4 separate regions of the Mus musculus genome follow, and regions 2, 3 and 4 are each linked to region 1. Evidence: chromatin contacts called from public ChIA-PET, Hi-C and promoter capture Hi-C data. All regions are on one chromosome and are shown on one strand. The core of a region is the stretch at or near the end of the contact, and the rest is flanking DNA. Distances in the headings are between cores, read along the strand shown.

Evidence for each region. Promoter capture Hi-C pulls out the DNA fragments that hold promoters and counts their contacts. A called contact is a pair of places that touch in the nucleus more often than the background predicts. ChIA-PET counts read pairs in DNA pulled down with a chosen protein or histone mark.
Region 2: a contact with region 1 is called in a promoter capture Hi-C map of hippocampal neurons, with 2.3 times the contacts expected there. The contact joins the enhancer-like site here to the promoter of Gpr68 in region 1. A contact is called at or near these places in 11 of 39 promoter capture datasets (the C10 cell line, the HPC-7 cell line, cranial neural crest and 8 more), 2 of 484 Hi-C or Micro-C datasets (ECoMG myeloid progenitors and bone marrow-derived macrophages), 4 of 115 datasets of contacts at active chromatin or transcription factors (bone marrow-derived macrophages, embryonic basal ganglia, embryonic forebrain and 1 more) and 4 of 9 other capture datasets (adipose tissue, embryonic stem cells, liver and 1 more).
Region 3: a Hi-C map of bone marrow-derived macrophages shows a contact between it and region 1, with 28 read pairs. The contact joins the enhancer-like site here to the promoter of Gpr68 in region 1. A contact is called at or near these places in 15 of 39 promoter capture datasets (the 3T3-L1 cell line, the C10 cell line, the HPC-7 cell line and 10 more), 9 of 484 Hi-C or Micro-C datasets (CD4 T cells, the CH12 cell line, bone marrow-derived macrophages and 6 more), 2 of 115 datasets of contacts at active chromatin or transcription factors (large pre-B cells and stem cell-derived neural progenitor cells) and 3 of 9 other capture datasets (adipose tissue, liver and macrophages).
Region 4: an RNA polymerase II ChIA-PET map of memory CD8 T cells shows a contact between it and region 1, with 409 read pairs. The contact joins the enhancer-like site here to the promoter of Gpr68 in region 1. A contact is called at or near these places in 14 of 39 promoter capture datasets (the 3T3-L1 cell line, the C10 cell line, cranial neural crest and 8 more), 2 of 115 datasets of contacts at active chromatin or transcription factors (effector CD8 T cells and memory CD8 T cells) and 4 of 9 other capture datasets (adipose tissue, embryonic stem cells, macrophages and 1 more).

The regions. Positions count from the first base shown.
Region 1 is chr12:100,897,814-100,900,752 of GRCm38.p6, forward strand. It overlaps Gpr68 (G protein-coupled receptor 68), which reads right to left and starts at 1,567. Exons shown (of 3, transcript NM_001177674.2): 1 at 1,430-1,567. It overlaps Gm36572 (a long non-coding RNA gene), which reads left to right. Exons shown (of 5, transcript XR_381840.4): 3 at 608-1,904.
Region 2 is chr12:100,567,629-100,570,567 of GRCm38.p6, forward strand. The region is part of intron 13 of Rps6ka5 (ribosomal protein S6 kinase, polypeptide 5); the gene reads right to left. Among named protein-coding and RNA genes, the nearest start is that of Ttc7b, 48 kb to the left of the region's middle. Within about 2 kb of position 1,448, at least 22 of the 459 cell types and tissues checked have an H3K27ac peak or open chromatin away from gene starts, as enhancers often do. A contact at or near this core is called in bone marrow-derived macrophages and hippocampal neurons, where this site is marked.
Region 3 is chr12:100,608,582-100,611,520 of GRCm38.p6, forward strand. The region is part of intron 5 of Rps6ka5 (ribosomal protein S6 kinase, polypeptide 5); the gene reads right to left. Among named protein-coding and RNA genes, the nearest start is that of Ttc7b, 89 kb to the left of the region's middle. Within about 2 kb of position 1,375, at least 6 of the 459 cell types and tissues checked have an H3K27ac peak or open chromatin away from gene starts, as enhancers often do. A contact at or near this core is called in bone marrow-derived macrophages, where this site is marked.
Region 4 is chr12:100,635,492-100,638,430 of GRCm38.p6, forward strand. All of the region lies in intron 3 of Rps6ka5 (ribosomal protein S6 kinase, polypeptide 5), which reads right to left. Among named protein-coding and RNA genes, the nearest start is that of Rps6ka5, 88 kb to the right of the region's middle. Within about 2 kb of position 1,445, at least 35 of the 459 cell types and tissues checked have an H3K27ac peak or open chromatin away from gene starts, as enhancers often do. A contact at or near this core is called in effector CD8 T cells, embryonic stem cells and memory CD8 T cells, where this site is marked.

The DNA of each region.
Region 1 (2,939 bases), core at 317-2,816:
CTCAGCTTAACAGTCCTTCTGACTCTAGTCCCTGTCCGATAAATCTCTTCCTTTTGTGTGCCTTTCAACAAGAAGCTGCAGCAGAGAGAGGGTGGGGAGGGGAATTCTCAGAGTTGGCATCTATGTGGAGGTGCAAGCTTTGCCTGTGTGTGGTCTCATCGCTACACTAGAGAGTGAGCTCTAGAGGCAAGTCTCTTTTCTTAGAAGGGTCAACTGAAGTTTGAAAGGAGGGCATTCGGACCAGCAATGCACATGGCGTGCATGTAGCCCCCTGGGGAGTAGAAAGGAGAGAAAGGGTGAAGAAACAAATTTAAAAAAAAAAAGAGGAAGAGGAGCCCCAAACTCTAATGAACAGAAGTGGCTTTAAATGAGCCATGAAGTTCTGGAACTGGCCAGGGAACTGAAAGAGGTCCCTATACAGCCGGCCCAGCCCACTGAGCTCAGGAAATTCCCCTCTCCCTCTGGGTTGAGAGGTGGAGATGCAGGCAGGGGGCCAAAAGAATGAAGCAGGTCGTAGCCTTGACTATATGATTTGTGTCAGATGGGAGGGCAAGCGACTGCCACATGCCACCTCATTAAACTCTAGGGTTGATTCATCTACCCACAGGTATCCTTCCCAACCCCCTCACAGCAAGACATGCCCAAGGCCTCTGGCACATTGGCACCAAACCAGTGCTGAACCCCAGAAGGCTTGCTGCCTTAGCGCCTGTCACGCTTTCGTCCACCTGTTCCTTCATCCAGACCTGGGACACAGCTTTTTCTCCCGGACATTTGATTCCCAGAGGGGATTTAAGCGTTCAGACCAGCAAGTGTTATTATTGCTCCTGCTGACTGGCAGTGGGCCAGCTCCACCCAACCTCCCCTCCCCGCCCTACCCCCCAGAGCAGAAGGTAAGGACATGAGAATTGTTTGGGTCTCAGCGTTTGAGCTCTGAGCCTGTTGGAAGAAGGGCCACGAAGACTCGAGTGTGAATAGAAAAGGACCCCAATGCAATCTTTAGATCACCAGAACTGGGTAAATGAAGGGTTAGAGGTCTCATACTTTTTTTTGAGGGTGAAGAAATTACCAGGTGGCCACGGAGCCAGCCGCGGGGGCGGCTGCTAAACCCAGTGGCGACCACATAAAGAGACACTGGACCCAGGAGAGGGACCCGGGGCGCTGGCGCTCCAGGGCAGACATTCCCTGCTGACTTCGGTCACAGTCAATTCTGCGGGTTCACCGCACGCATACGGTGGTGTTTGGGGGTGTGCCCGCCTCTTGTGCCGCCGCTCCCGCATCCTTTGCTGGCCGGCCCGGAGCGCAAGCACACCCGACCCTGCGCTCCGGAGCAGGACTCAGAACCCAGCAGACCTCGCTTCTCCCGACCCTGGTAAGCCAGCGACCAGTAACCATGGCAAAAGGAAGGAGCCTGGCTCGCGGGAACACATACCTGTGCAGCGACAGTCTGGGACGCGGGCCTGATGTCCTCTGGTGCAGTGCGTGCGCCTCCTGGAAAGGCTGGGGACTCCTGCAAGGCACGCAGGTCCCTTTCTCCTAGCCACTCTGGGCCACGTTGTGCGAGATTCCTCCCGCTCCCAACCCTAGTCAGGCACAGCCAGACCTGTCGGTCCACGCCCTGCAGCTCACACTGACCGCAAGCCACAGATGAGGCGCCTGCTAGAAGGGCCGAGGTGGCCTGAGCGCTCGCCGGTCCCGGAGGTGCAGCACCCCCATCCCCCTCCCTGCTAGCATCCTGACCTAGAGACTGGCTCTGCGGAAGAAGCCAAGCTGCTGAAGCACTAGGGGACTTCTTCAGCCACAGGCGCTCCCAGGGACGCTGAAACCCAACGTGGGAAGCTGGGAGGAAGGTAGAGAGCCTTTCTGCGTTCATCTTCGGTCTCTAACGTATCCACTCATTAAATGAGGTGGGTGTCACAGTTCTGGGCCTTTCTCTACCTGCTGGAAGCTTGGGGCTTAGCCTCTGGATCCCAGACCCTGTCCCAGAGCCAGCGGGTATAGTCAAGGACATAATGAATGACCTTCTCTGGTTTTATGGAAACATCAAGGAAAACTTACTGTCCTCTGCCCTACATACTGCCCTAAACACTAATAGCAAATAGTCACAGTTTGCCTTGTTATACGCACCTAAACGTGTTGATTTGATTAACTCTACGAGGCAAGTGCTACTATTTTTCCCATTTATAATGGAGAGAAATTGAGGCACGAGAGGACAAATAGCTTGCCCGAGGCCACCCACTTACTTAATGAAGCCTTTGAGATTCAAATCTACATCCCACCCTATGCCACCTTGTATCTAGGTCTCTCACAAGTGCATACCTGGGCTCCTGTGGGTCTTACCCCCACCCCCACCCCCCGCCCCCCACCCCCCACCCCCAAGACCCTTTGCCTCTGCCTCTCATTTTCTGAACTTTCCCAGTTTGGGCTGGTGACTTCACTGATACACTTCCCAGAGGTCTTCACACTGCCTGGTAGGATTGCTGGCATGCAGTTGCCTGTCTGCGAGACCCATGCTTGAATCTATGAAATAAATGTCTGAACCGGTTGGTGGGGGGTCTGCAAAGCTCAAGTCTGAGACAGGGAGACAGGGTAGAGATGGAGTGCAAACCGAGGTGTAGACTAGAGAGGGACAGAGTAGATCTATGTCAGTGGCTGCCAAGCCCTTTGGGTAGCTCAGGGTGCTAGGATGTAGTCTTTAGGTCAGTAGTTCTCAACCTTCCTAATGCTGTGACCTACCCCCCAATCATAAAATTATTTTCATTGATACTTCATGACTGTAATTTTGCGACTGTACGAATCATAATGTAAATATCTGTGTTTTCCCCAATGGTCTGAGATGACCCCTGTGAAAAGGTCACTCAATCCTATAGGGGTGGAGACACACAGGCTGAGAACTACTGCTCTAGGTGGGACTTTTCACAGAAGGCAGAAGGTACAAGAGC
Region 2 (2,939 bases), core at 198-2,697, 330 kb before region 1:
CCCATGCAATTGTAACAATTTAGTGGCCTACGTAAGAGCAGCAAATGACAGCATCAGTTGCTATTCCAATATAGATGAGAGAACTCTTACAAAGCCCTACCAGCCTTAGATGAACAGCTACAGGCAATTAATAGCTGCCCAGAAAGGGAAACTCGGTTTTCTCCAAGGATAAACCCTGACAGATTACCTAATCTCAAGCAGCCAGCAGGAGTGAGGGGGCAGGGTAGGTGGAGTGGGGAGAAGGTAAGTGCAAATGATGTAAAGACAGTACTCAGTTATGAAATTATAAAACAGAAAAACTTAATGTAAAAAAAGAAGGGGGTGGAAAAAACAAAGAAAGGAAAAATTGAAATAGTTTTCTATCATACAATGCTCAGACCTTGATTTTTGACGACTGAGGTCACCAATCATGGGTGTTTTCTTGGGACATATCGGTCCTTCAGCAATTATACTAGAGGTTCTCTGTGCAGTGCCAGGCGGTGTGCTACACATCTTACCAGAAGCACGTTTGGCTCCATCTCCACAGGGCCTGTCAAGGCTCTGGCAAGAACGGGTTTGTTCCACTAAGACTAATGAAGGAATTCTTTGGTCATCTTGGAGGAAGTGAGGGCATTCCCTTTACACTGGCGACTCTAACCCTCCTCTCATAGAACACGTAAAACCAGAGCTTACTGCTTACTTCCTCCTGCCCCAGGGTAGCAAGGGAAGTATCAGGACAGTTCCACATGGGTGTGTGCATGGCCAGGAAGGGACAAAAGTAACAGTTGAGCCACTTCTATCCTCATCTCGGTTTCTGCCTGAAAATACTATCATATACAGAACTTTCTTAATCCTTTAAGAGGATCAATATGAAGACTACCAAGCAGCCCTCTAAGAATGCCAGTCAGCTTCTAAATCTGTCTGGTTCTCACCTAGAGCTTAGAGTTCTGTCTATGTAGAAAAAGAACGCCATCTAACTATCTAAACAGTCACAACTAAAATGCTGCCTAGGAAAGGGATTCAACTTTTAGTTTGGAAATAATATACTCTGCCATTTAAAAGTCAAAGTGAGAGCTATAGTTAGGAAAGTGCTAGTTCAAAGGTACGTTTTTACTTTCCTAAAACCCAGTTTAAGAATAAAATGATGGTAGAACATATAGTGTAATCTGACATTTCTGCTTCACTTCAAGCTACAAAAGCATCTATTTGATCAGGAAAGGAAGAAGACAAATTTAAATTCTGCTGCCGAGGACATGTGCCTCATTCGAGACACCATGAGATGACAGATGGCCAGTTATCAAAGAATAAAACATGTGAAAATGAGTTCTATACAGTCATGGAACAGATCTTTTCCATTAAAAAACTACATGCCTGTTCCTTGTCTATCAAGCAAACGTTTAAGTAGTGTGCTCTCACATTTAAACTAGACAGCTCATCTCGGAGCCCAGAGCACCATGTTTTCAGTGGGTGTTACGTAGGAGAGTGAGAATTGGGATGAAGGAAGCCGAGGGGAGCTAGCAGAGCTGTGAGTTCCTACGACACAAGCCACTTCTGATTAATTACTAGCAATGGGAAGAACAGTAATAAAGTACTCAAAAATTTAAAACCTTTAAAGGAATAAATCAATTGTCTTCTGTACCCCTGAGGATCACAACTGTGGGTTCAAACTACTACCCACTAAAAACTTCAAACAAACAGACAAAAAAACAAAACAAAACAAAACAATCTACCCACAAAAAAAAGCAACAAAAACCCCTTCAAAACTGTACAGAATATGAAAAGATTTTTTGTGATTATTCCCTAAAATATACATATTTATCATTTACATCAAAATAGATATCATAAATAACTTAGAGAGAGGATTTAAAGTATACGAAAGGATCACGTAGGTTATATGAAAATAAAATAATATTCAATTTCATGTAAGAGGTTTGATATCCATAGGGAGCTTCGGTACCAATCCTCCACAGATACAGAGAACTGTATTTGAATACATATACTGTAGCTGTCCTCAGACACACCAGAAGAGGGCATCAGGTCTCATTACATGTGGTTGTGAGTCACCATGTGGTTGCTGGGATTTGAACTCAGGAATCTTCAGAAGAGCAGTTAGTGCTCTTACCTTCTGAGCCAATTCACCAGCCCTATGTTTCCACTTTTAAAATATCAATTTTGTTTGAGAAAGGTTTTCTCAGTGTGGTCCTGGCTGTCCTGAACTCACTCTGTCGACCAGGCTGGCCTTGAACTTAGAGATCTCACTTCCTCTGCCTCCCAAGGGCTGGGATAAAAGTATGTACCTCTACTGCCCATCTTTTTAAAACATTTTTAAATAATTTAAGCACAAGATTAAAAAAATTGCTTTTACAGAAATATTCTTTTTTGATTTAATAAAAAAGGAACATCAAGCCCATTAATATTTTAAATAGACTTGAAAATATATTATGATCACATAGAAACTAAAAATAATATCCTATTTTAGAGCAGAAATATATATAATTTCTCATTTGGTAAAGGATAATTTTTAAAAAAAAAGTCATTGGCTTTTGTTTTCCAAGCTCATTATTACTTATTTTTAAAAAGAGAGGAATTTTCATATTTTTGATACTAAAAATGGATCATTCTGAGTTAAAACCTTCTTAATTAGCCTTCTTAAGGAAATATAAAAAGTTGTTGCTCTGCACTGCTCTCCAGGTCTATAAATACCACAGTCGTGAGCATACTGAAGCACATATAGATAGGACAGCTTATTAAACCAAGGCAGGGCCTCGTGTGTAACTATGTAGAACAGAATCCCATACATTACTGTTTAGGAGCTATCAATTTGATTTAAAAATGTGAAAATTAAGGTTTCAAAATACACTATCAAACGAACAAACTCCCCAAGATGGAATACATATAGCAGTGCTTATTATTTTTTGCTACAAAATTTTCCATCGCTATTTTTAGTATACAACTGTTGC
Region 3 (2,939 bases), core at 125-2,624, 290 kb before region 1:
AATATAGTTGGTTGCAGTCAGTGAGGTAGTGAACCTATCAATGACTTACTTCTCTGGTTTAGCCTGAACTCTTAACATTTTTGCATCTAAACAACAAATGCCGGCATTCTCTTAGGGGAGAGCACTTGGCCTGACCAGCAGAAAACAAGGACCCTTCTATCATAAGAGGAGAAGCAATTGCTGCAGTCACATAGGACGTTTGCTGATGTGTGACTATTCCATCCAAGATCTACCTAATTCTGGTCAGCTTTGCTTATTGTTTTTTAGCTTTCTTTTGTTCCGAGTCCCAACATTTCACCATTCTGTAGGAACCCAGTCTGTTTTCTCCTGCTACTAAGTAACCAGCCACCCATGCCTAGAAATACTCACCAAGTGATTCTTTCCAGCTTTGTATTTAGCCTAATTACCTAGCACGTAGAAGGGTCCTCAACAAACACATAGACTAAATGAGCAAATGGATGTGTGCATCTATGGGGAGAGAGGAGAGTAATTATCAGGTCTCTCTGTCAGGGGATAGCCCACACACTACATGCCAAAGACACTTTAGCAGTGTGGTGAGATACTTTAAACATGCCACTTCAAAAGAATCCACTGCCCTGAAATATATATCATAAAACTAGTCACAGGATCGAGACACCACCACAGACATGCTTCTGTGCAGCCTAGGCTTATCGGGTTGCAGACTCCTCTGCAGAGGTGTGGCTGCAAAGTTTCACGCTCAAAATCCCCAAATGACAGCATCTGTCAACTTTCTAAAACAGGGCGTCCTTTTTATTTATATGTCTGAGTGTTCTTCCTGAACATATGTATCTGAAGTGTGTCTGAGGTCATAAAATCACATCGGATTCCCTGGAACTGGAGTGACAAAAGGCTGTGAGCTGCCATGTAAGCACTGGGAACTGTATTCAGGTCCTCTGCAAGAACATAAAGTGCTCGTAATACTGAACTATCTCTCCAGCCCCGATCTGTTAAGTTTTTTGCTCTTGGTTTCCCAGTGGGAACCCTCGATATCCCTGTCTAAGACACTCCTGTGCTCACAGTGAGGTGCTGGAACAGGCCATGGGCCCCGGACGGTACAGGGTGTCACAGTTTGTTTTCCCCAGTAATTTCCATATGGCACACTCACTCTCAACTGTGCCTTGGATACAGTCCATCTTCCCTCATAGGTACCTAATCAACAGGGGTGGCCTAGGACCTGGGGATACAGGGACTCTTTTCTTTCTTTCTTACAGGACACCCAAACAACACTCCCAGCTCCTTAATAATCTACACTTCTGCTTGAGAAACAACTGGTCGCTATAGCCCAGAGCAGCTCTGGGGAGGCAGAGGAGCAAAGCAGTCTGCTGCTGAACCGCTTCCTTTACTGCTCTAGGATTCAGCTCAATCGGCCGTCTCATCCACCAAAATGTAGTTCCCGCTATCTGCCCTTCCCTTTAAGAGTATATACACACTTCTCTTTTTTACTTTAATAGAGTTTAAAGAGGAAACAATAAACATGTAATCCTCTTCATTTTAATAAAGTTGCCACTAAAACTTTTATAAAGGAACAAAATGTTTTAAAATAAAAAAAGAGACTTGGCAGTAGAGCTGGAGAGACAGCCTGGCAGTTAAGACCACTTGTTGCTCTCTCAGAGGACCCAGGTTCAGTTCCTAACACCCACGAGGCCACTCAAATCTATCTAAAACTCCAGTTCCAGGAATCCAATACCCTCATCTGGCCTCCACAGCACTGCAAACATGTGGGGCACAGACACACATGCAGGAAAAATACTCATATACATGCACACACACACACAAAAATCAAATAGAAGTAAATTTCTCAAAATCCATCTAAATCTATTTTATAACTATGATTCTATATCTAAGAAAATTTATAGCTACAACCACAGTGTCATGAAAGTAAGAGCTTCCCTAATTTTTTCTCATTTTACTATCTAGCTTAGAAGCAATCTGTAAATACATAGTGGATGAGTAAACAAAGTTAATATACCTATGATAAAAATTTAGGACTTTTAGTCTTAAACTAGAGTTATCTGGGAGGAGGAGCCTCAGTTGAGAAAATGCTTCCACCAAATTGCCTGTAGGAAGTTCGTATGCTAGTCTCTTGATTCAGTATTAATGTGGGAGGGCCTAGTCCATGGGCTGGGACGTTCCGCACACTCTGGCCAGGTGGTCTTGAGTTGTCTAAGGAAGGCCGACGGAAAAAGCCCGGGGAGCATGGCAGTAGGCAGCACTTCTTTTTGGCTTCTGCTTCAACTGCTGCTTCCAAATTCCTGTCCTGACTTCCCTCAGGGAAAAAGTATGACCTGAGAGTTGTAAGATAAAATAAACCCATTCTTCTCCAAGGATTGTGTGGGCATAATGTTTTATCACAGCAACAAAAATCCTAAACAAGACACTCGGGACTAGTTTTGGAAAATTCCAAAAAGCAGTCAGACCTGAAGACCAATTAATTATTTCGTACCTACAATGCTTAAGACCAGAAGTGCTTTAGATTACAATTTTTAAACTTGGATTCTAGCATATTATCACATATAAATGATATCTTGAAGGGCTGTTGTATTTTATCAAATGCTTTTTCAGCATCTAATGAGATGATCGTATGATTTTTTTTCTTTGAGTTTATTTATGTAGTAGATTGCATTAATGGATTTTTGTAGTATTGAACCAACCTTCCATCCCTGGAATAAAGTCTACTTGGTCATGGTGAATGATGGTTTTGATGTGTTCTTCAATTTGGTTTGCTAGAATTTTGAGTATTTTTGCATCAATATTCATAAGCAAAACTGGTCTGAAATTCTCTTCCTTTGTTGGGTCTTTGTGTGGTTTAGGTATCAGAGTAATTGTGGCTTCATAGAATGAAATAAGTAGTGTTCCTTCTGTTTCTATTTTATGGAATAGTTTGAGGAGTGCTGGTATTAGCTCTTCTTTGAAAGTAT
Region 4 (2,939 bases), core at 195-2,694, 260 kb before region 1:
AAACTCCTCAAACAAATGCCAATGGATGACGCCATCTTCTTAGGTCACATGGGAAATACAGATGAGTTTTCCTAACACTAGAGTTAATTTTGATCATGCCATTAATTTAGTCATTGAAGTGTTGATTGTCAGTTTTCTCCACTGTAAAGTTACTATGTTTTTCCTTGTACTCAACTGGCAAACCATGAAGAAATGAACTGAGATTATGCAAAACTATCCTGCTTCTCACTAAACTACCACCCACTCATTTTAGTGTGGAGTGATGATTTTATAACTCTCTTTCCCTCTCTATGTCAGTATTATTCCACAAGGGAAAGCTTTGCTTCTGCCCCCATTACACTTTCTTCTTTATACCACAACAAGATGTTCTAGTTCCATCTTGTACTTTTCTCAACTTTATTTTGATAGTTAATCTGATGGATCACTATCTGCCAGCGATGGCACTAAGCACTTTACAGACATCAAATCATTTAAGTCAAACAGCTCCAGAAAAAGTGGGCTAGCCGAGGGCTGGGGAGATCAAGAATTGCACCTGACACTTTCAGTTAGGAAATGCCGAAATTGTTTTCAAACAGAAAAAAATTTAAACAAAAAATGCATGTTTACAGAGGAGTGGGTAAATAATTTAGCTCGGTTACAGTGCGGGTAGGACAGCAGAATAACAGGAGATTGGTAGGAGAGGAGACAGGATGTCAGAGTAGTCTGAAAACCTGACTATAGAGTTAAGAGTATGTCATGGTTACTCCTGATTGGCAATAAGATTGAATTGAGATTGCACTAAAGCCCCCCCCCCAACCCCGTATGTCTATGCAGTCTAATTATTAACAGTTTAACAATCAATTGATAAACTCAAAAATCCAAATAAACTGTAGAAAGATGGTGCAGGGTGGGGCCTGATTAGAGGAAATGTGTTGCTGTGGTCAGGTCTTTGACAGGTATATCTTGGCTGTGGCCCCTTCCTGTTACTGTTATGTTTCCTGGATGGTGTAAGTGAAGAGTATTTTTCTAGCATGCCCTTCCACCATGGCGTTAAGCCTTGCTACAAGCCAAGACACAGCGGAGTTGGCAAACTATAGGGTAAAATTATGAGTCAAAAAAAAAAAAAACTTTCCCTTTTGAATTCAGTCATTTGTCACAGAGACAAAAAAAAAAAAAACCCACAATTCTATTTAACATGCATTGTTCTGTTTCAAGTATATGAAAGTGAGTGAGCTTCTTTAAGCAATGGAGTGGCCTAAGTGTGATGACAGGGTAAGAAGGCTGGTAAACTGGGAAAGATAAAGAAAAGTAACAAAAATAGACATTGCAGTTGTTTTCCACAATCTGTTACTAAAATAAATGTGCTTGTCCTGATGCACCAAAATAACCCAGGAGTTGGACACACAGATGCCACATTATCTCGTTAGAGGTCAGCCATCTCACTCAAGTCACTTCATCTGCATCACAAAGGCGATAAGAGGGGTCCTATTCAATCCTAATCCAATCCCTAAGGGCTGCCTGCAAAGGCCTATGAGTTGCTATACTGAAAAATACCCAAAGTGGTGCCTGGTGGCAAGTAAATACTAAAGCAATCAAAAAGCGACTGTAAAAACAGTTGCCACATTCCTATCACACCCCCACTCTTTTGTGATTCTGGAGGAAGAAATCTAAAATTCTCTGGCTTACAGACAACCTGCATTCCCATTCTTATAATATGTAGAGTAAGAAATGTTCTCAAAATATACTTTATTTATCTAGCTGGGCAGGTATTTGGTAGCTCAGATACCTAAAACTACATTGCTGAGTCACAAGATATTTGCATATTAATTTAGTAAATACTGCCCATTTTTATTAAGTTGCTGTGGTTGGTAAGATGGCCCAGTGGCTAAGAGTAGAGAGTGTCCTTTTTTTTTTTTTTCTTTTTTTCTTTTTTTCGAGACAGGGTTTCTCTATAGCCCTGGCTGTCCTGGAACTCACTTTATAGACCAGGCTGGCCTCGAACTCAGAAATCCGCCTGCCTCTGCCTCCTGAGTGCTAGGATTAAAGGCGTGCGCCACCACGCCCAGCTTAAAGATGTTATAGTTTTGTTTTGTTTCTTAAAGATATACAGACACACTGTAGCTATCTTCAGACACACCAGAAGAGGGCATCAGATCCCATTACAGATGGTTGTGAGCCACCGTCTGTTGCTGGGGAATCGAACTCAGGACCTCTGGAAGAGCAGTCAGTGCTCTTAACCCCTGAGCCATCTCTCTAGCCCCTGAGAGCATCCTTACAAAGGACCCAAGTTCAGTTTCCAGCTCCCACATCGGGCATCAGAGGTCCACTCCAGCTCCAGAGGTTGTCAATCCCTCTCTGAACATTTTGGACACTAAAAGTCATTTATATTCAACAGTGTGTCCAAAAAACAAAATAAAACAAACCGAAACCCCTATAACTCTTAGGTGTCTTAATTTCTTTTCCTATTGCTGTGATAAAATACTTTGATAAATGCGACCTTAAGGAGAAAGGGTTTATTCTGGTTCACAGTTCAAAAGTGCTCGCTACCGTCTGTAGTGGGGAAGTCAAGGTGACAGCGCCTGGTCACACCCCATCCAATCACGAAGCAGAGGACAAATGCACACGGCTGCTCAGCTCACTTTCTACGTTTATATAGCAGTCTAGGATCCCATGCATGGAATGGTGCCACCCACAGTGAGTGTGTGTGTCTTCACATATCAGCCTAAGCAATACAACTCCCCACAGGCATATCTGGAGGCTCATCTCTCAAGTAGATCCTGTTAAATAGGCAACTTGCACTAACCATCACAATCAACGTCCTTATTCACTGTCGATCTATGACGCAGTCCCAAGTTACAGGTAATTTTAAGTAAATCTGCGTTTGTAGGAATTGGATCTGATAAATTTTCAGTGAAGTCGGGTAAGCTGTTGCAAATGGACAGAAAGACAGCGATGGAGCT